Linked DNA regions of Ovis aries: region 1 is linked to region 2. The links are chromatin contacts, called in public Hi-C maps. All regions are on one chromosome and are shown on one strand. The core of a region is the stretch at or near the end of the contact, and the rest is flanking DNA. Distances in the headings are between cores, read along the strand shown.

Region 1 (2,700 bases), core at 11-2,510, 100 kb after region 2:
TTTGAGGGATGGGGAAGTTTCAAAACCGTTAGCACAAAACAATTTTCCTTTTGATTAGTAAGATGCTAACACTTACATTTATATTACTAAATAGCACATACACAGTTGACTCCCCAAATGATAGTTTTGTATTTCCTCGGAACGAAAGTCGTATTTAAAGAGAAAAATCCCTCCGCGTGATGACCTGGTGAATCCCGGGGATTCAGGAGAGGACTGGGCCTCTCTGCTCACCGTCAGCTCTCTCCTCGCCTCCCCCGCTTTCAGACCAGTCCCCAAAGTACACAGAGCAGAGAGCTCTGTCCTGCTTTGTTTCAAATGTCTCAAAAGCCAGGGCTTCGTGTTCATTAATTAGTGACTATCTTTCAGGAGCTCCTAGACATTGCTGAGCCAGTCATCTGAACTCCAACTGGAAAATTAAAATTCACAATTCAGAAACTGCTCGCGTCCCCAAAAGATAAAGCATCTACAGCTGCCGTAATTGGCAAAGCGTCGATGTTTCAAGTGATCCAAAAGAGTCAAAGCAGTCATTTCCTCCCCGCTTCTTTCCTGTTGGTGCCTCTGATGAAAACAGGGGCTGCAGAGTTCCCAGTCCTCTTCTTTCGTTGTTGCTGCGGCTTCAAAAGGAGAGCAGGCTTCAGCGGTGGGGTCTGTTTCATGGACTTACCTGTGCTTGCAGTTCTTAAAGGTGCAGGCCAGGAAAGCCTAGAGCTTGCTTCTTGATCAGACAAACACTGGCGATGCATTTAATCACCCCTCCAAGATCTCTTTCCTCTCCCCTGGGTCCAGAGACATCCATGAAGTCATGTCCTCTGACGACTCCTAGAGAATGATTCAGTACTGAATGTATTTCTCTTTCAAAAACCAAACCAAAATAAATAATCCAAAAAAAACCCAAACACACACACACACACACACACACACACACACACACACACACACAGCACTCTCAAAATCCCTTTTGCCCTTTTTTATGGGAGACACAAAGAACTTTGCATTTGCCAGGGTCAGGGGCATTTGTTCTCAACCTGGGGCGATTTAGGCCACTCCCGCTGGGGTTATTTGGCAATTGCTAAAGATATTTGCAGTTTTCACAACTGGGGACTTGCTACTGGCTTCAGAGGGGAGAGGTTGGGAATGCTGCTAAACAGCCCACAGGACAGTCCCTACCACAAAGTATTATCTGGGCCCAAAAGTGCGTGGTGCCGAGGCTGAGCGACTCTGGCGGAGAGGCATGCGGTGACGCCAGTTCGGGAATGTTCTGTGCTTCCGTGTCGCTCTGGGTGCCGGGATTTTTTCCCCTGATCATGCAGATCAAGCTGTATCCAGAATGCTAAATCGGGTGCAACAGCAGTTTAGGACGTCATCATCCTTCCAGGAGATGGAGGCCCCGTCTTTAAAGTTACACAGCCCATGTTCCCAGCTTCTTTCAAAGAACACAAGGTGCAAATATGTAAGAGTAGAGAATGTTCAGTGCAGACAGCAGAGCGATACTAATGTGGGGATATTAATGACCACCCTGGGGGAGGGGCGGGCTTCCGACTATGCTCCAGTCTTAGAAATAAGCCCTTTATCGTGCTGCTTTACCGGGGGCTCACAGGGGGACGGGGAGGTGGGATTACTGGGAGTAGACCTCACTCCCAGTGGGGCTTCTGTCCCCTCCTCATTGTGTAAGCTTGCACAGTAAGATTTTCCTTCTAGTCTCCCTGGTCCTCATTGCAACAGGAGAGAGTGAGTCTAAGGGATGTATTGTTCCTATCCTATTTCTGAGAACTCACGAAATCCATAAACTATCCATAGGTTTTAATCAATATAATGAAAAGTAACTGCTTGGCTTCATTCCCCTCTTCTCAGCTGGATATTTTGACATCATCCCTGGATGGTTTTCCAAAATTACTTTGGAAAGTCAACATTAGGCATCTGGAAAGTACAGGAATTATGTGAGACTGAGACATTTCCTCTGGTTCACTGTGAGTCAAGCAGGTAAATTTGCTAGAAAGTGAGAGATTATCAGCCTTGGGGAGGAAAGGAACGTTTCTTCCGCATACTTTCACCCACCCATCCTTCCACCTGCCCCCCATTCATCCAACTATCCATCCGTACTTCCATCCAGCCGTTCATCCATCCATCAGTTCAGCTTTTGTCTTCTTCCATCCACACAAATGGATGGAAACACATTTGAAATAAATTCAACAAAGATGAGTTATTTCTAGACGCTGGAATATTAGATGATTTTTAAATTTTCTTCTTTATAATTTTTATTGCTTAAGCATAGTAAATATGAGTCATTTTTAACAATGAGATTATTATTTTTTAGAAGGAAGATGGTGATATGAGATGAGCTAATGGACACTTTTCAACAGTCCAGGAAAACTGTCTTGATATTTAAAAAGAATGTTTCCCATCTTCTATTAACTCTGTTTTGCCAAGTTAAAAAAAAAGTTGGTCTATTTTCAGTTTGGGGTATAGGTTGATTGATGTAGCTTTTCATTCTGAAATATGTATGTTTAATTATAGTTTTCCACTGACCTCAGTGTTTGTCACTTTTACTATGCATTAGCTAAAAGTAGAGACCATTTATCATAAGGATTGGTTGCAGGATTTCTCTGGGCCATGATTTTGCTACAGACAATGAGATTTCCAAAGAAATGAAAGAGGCGTTTCCAAATTTTAAGGTATCTGTGTGCAGTCTGATGGTAGAGA
Region 2 (2,700 bases), core at 29-2,528:
GGAGGCAGCAGAGGATGGTGGCCATCCCTCCTCCCAAAGGGAAGCGCAGTCCTGCCCTCCTCATCCTGTGTTCAGGGTCCTGTTTCCGTCCCTGTAGGTGGAGCTTACCTGGCGCCCGGGGCTCCTCCTTCCATCCCCCTGCCCCCAGCGCGTCCTTCCGCAGCGCTCCCCCGAGGGGCGTCCCCGAGGCCCGGGGGGCGCGTCGCAGCGCCGGCGAGCGGGGCGCAAGGCTGGGCGGGCGGCACGCCGGGGTCCGCGCCCCGCCCCGCTCCCGGCGGGACACTGTCCCTTTAATAGACTCCCTCTGCCTGGCGCTCTGCGGCTGGGGAGTAAATTTCTCCCTGTCATCAGGTCGCGGGGAGAGGAGGAGGAGTTTGTTACTGTTCAGTTTGTTCAGCGGGATCGATGTTTGCTGGCATCGCCTCGCCCTGTCTTGTGTGTGTGTGAGAGTGTGTGTGTGTGTGTGTGCGTGCGCGTGGTGTGTGTGTGTGCATCTGTGGGGGGTGTGAGTGTGTGTGTGTGAGTGAGAGGGAGCGAGAGTGCGTGTGTGAGTGTGTGTGTGTGTGAGTGTGCGTGTGTGAGTGTGTGCGAGTGAATTCCAGATTTTCTGTCTTTCCCAAACCCGCTCCTGTCCTCTCGCATATCACTCAGAGACGGGGATCTGACAGCAGCCACAAACCGACAGTGAGAGATCTCTCTGCCCCCGGCGCGAATCCGCCATCGAGCCCGGCGAGGAAGAGGAAGACGAGGAGGTGGAGGTGCAGGAGGCCAGGAGAAGGAAGGAGCGAAAGAGGAACCCACTACCTTCCCAGGATTGTCTGTGTGTTGTTGTTTTGTTTTGTTTTGTTTTTTTTCCTTATCTTTACGCGCGCGTGTGCGTCCCTCGTCCCTTCCATCCGAACCCGCTCTTGGATGTTTAATAAAGAAATCAAGTGTCTCAACAGTCACCAAAAAAAAAAAAAAAACCAAACCAAAAAAAAAAAAAAATTCCAAAAAGCAAAAACAAAAAGAGAGAGGAGAAAAAACAAAAAATCCAAAACCAAACAAACAAACAAGCAAGGCAGAACCAACCTCCACTTCACACCAGCCGGCACAGCCACCCGTGTCTTGCCTGCCACCCAGAGAGGGGGGTCTCCGGCCCCCGGTGGAGGAGTTGCAGGGACAGGGGGACAGAGGCCGAGCGACGCCCTGGGAGCCACCGGGCAGGAGGCGGAGGAGACCCGGAGAGGCGAGCGAGACAGCGGGCCCCCGCGCGCGGCGGCTCGGGGCTGGGGCGCCAGAAGTGGGACTGGAGCGAACTAGAGCGATGCCAAGGAGGAAGCAGCAGGCACCCAAGCGGGCGGCAGGTAAGAGACCCGGCTCCGCGCGGGGCGGCCCGGCCCGCCGGCCCGGGGCGCCAGCTCCTCGCCCGGGCGCCCCGCGACGCCACCCCCTCGCTTGCCTTTCGGGGGCGTCAGCTCCGGGTGCCCCCCTCCGCCCCGCGAATAACCCCGTCCTCGCTCGCCTTCTCCAGCCTCCCCTATCCTCCCCTTTCCAGGCTCCGGTTGGGGGGTGGGGGCAAGCTATCCCACCAAGCCTTTCCTCCTTAAACTTTTTTTCCCTCCACCCTCTACCCCACCCCTAACTTTCTCCCAGTCTGCTTCTTGCCTCTCGGGCCAAAGTTGCGCTGAGCTTTTGGGGTTCGCAGCGGGGAGCAGTCCTGCCGCCCCCGCCCCCCTCCGGGGGGTCGCTGCCAGTGGCTTCTGGCCTCAGGGGCCGGCGTTTCCTCTCGCGGGGGGTTTGGGGCGCTGAACTTTGAGCCGTGCCCCAGCCTAGGGCTGCAGGGCTGGCTCTGGGGCAAGGCATGGGAGTTCAGCTTTGATCGCCAAGGTGTAAAAAACCACCCCAGGAAAGGAACCTTTGAATCTGTTTTCTAAGAGGAGCCTCCTTTGGAAATCTAATCAACACTCTCCCTTCTCTTAAAAAAAAAAAAAAAAAAAAAGGTGGGGGTTGGGGGGGAATGCCCCTCGAACATTGAAACAGCTCTGGATTTTCTTTGCACGGAGTGAGCTGCAAACTTTCTAAATTGATTTGTGCGGTGGGAACTATCCCATTTGAATTCTTACCACCCCCTCCTCCCCCCCCCCAAAAAAAAGAGAGAGAGGAACAGGTTAATGGATCAGGACATTAGAGCTTGTAAAGCATTTTTTTCTTCCTTTTGGGTTGCTTAATTGCTTTTTTAATAGTATGCTGGGGTTTTGTTTCTCGGAAGTGTAATATGAAAGTTCATTTTTCTCCTGCCAGACCCACCCACTGAAAAATCAGCTTTCCACTTGATTGCTAGTTTTGATTTGACATTTGATTGATCACCTGTCATCTCACTGCCTTTGATCTATTCATTCTTGATATATATCAATAAATCACTCACCATGGTAACTCAGAGTGCCAGTGACGCAAGCCTTGCCCTCTAGATTGAGAGCCAGACATGCACAATTATTATCTTGTTTGGCTTTTAATGTGGGCGTTTTTATTTCTTTGTGTCCTTCAGTTGAATCAGGCATTAGCAAAGAGCTTAAGTTTTTTCCTCTCCTTCTTTCTGTCTTTACCCTCAAGCTTTAAGGCAGCATCAGCGAAGGCTGGTCTTCTGCAGACCCCCCCAATATTTCCTTCTGTTCCAACTGGAGCGAAACATTAGGGAGAAGTTCAGTGGAACACTTGCAT

Evidence for each region. Hi-C and Micro-C count contacts between places; a contact is called where the count stands out from the background.
Region 1: a Hi-C map of liver shows a contact between it and region 2, with 1.9 times the contacts expected there. The contact joins the enhancer-like site here to the promoter of TSHZ2 in region 2. A contact is called at or near these places in 2 of 16 Hi-C or Micro-C datasets (liver and tail adipose tissue).

What each region holds. Positions count from the first base shown.
Region 1 is chr13:80,695,986-80,698,685 of ARS-UI_Ramb_v3.0, forward strand. The region is part of intron 1 of TSHZ2 (teashirt zinc finger homeobox 2); the gene reads left to right. Among named protein-coding and RNA genes, the nearest start is that of TSHZ2, 100 kb to the left of the region's middle. Within about 2 kb of position 1,261, at least 7 of the 54 cell types and tissues checked have an H3K27ac peak or open chromatin away from gene starts, as enhancers often do. A contact at or near this core is called in liver, where this site is marked.
Region 2 is chr13:80,593,995-80,596,694 of ARS-UI_Ramb_v3.0, forward strand. It overlaps TSHZ2 (teashirt zinc finger homeobox 2), which reads left to right and starts at 1,279. Exons shown (of 3, transcript XM_027977343.3): 1 at 1,279-1,346. The coding sequence starts at 1,307.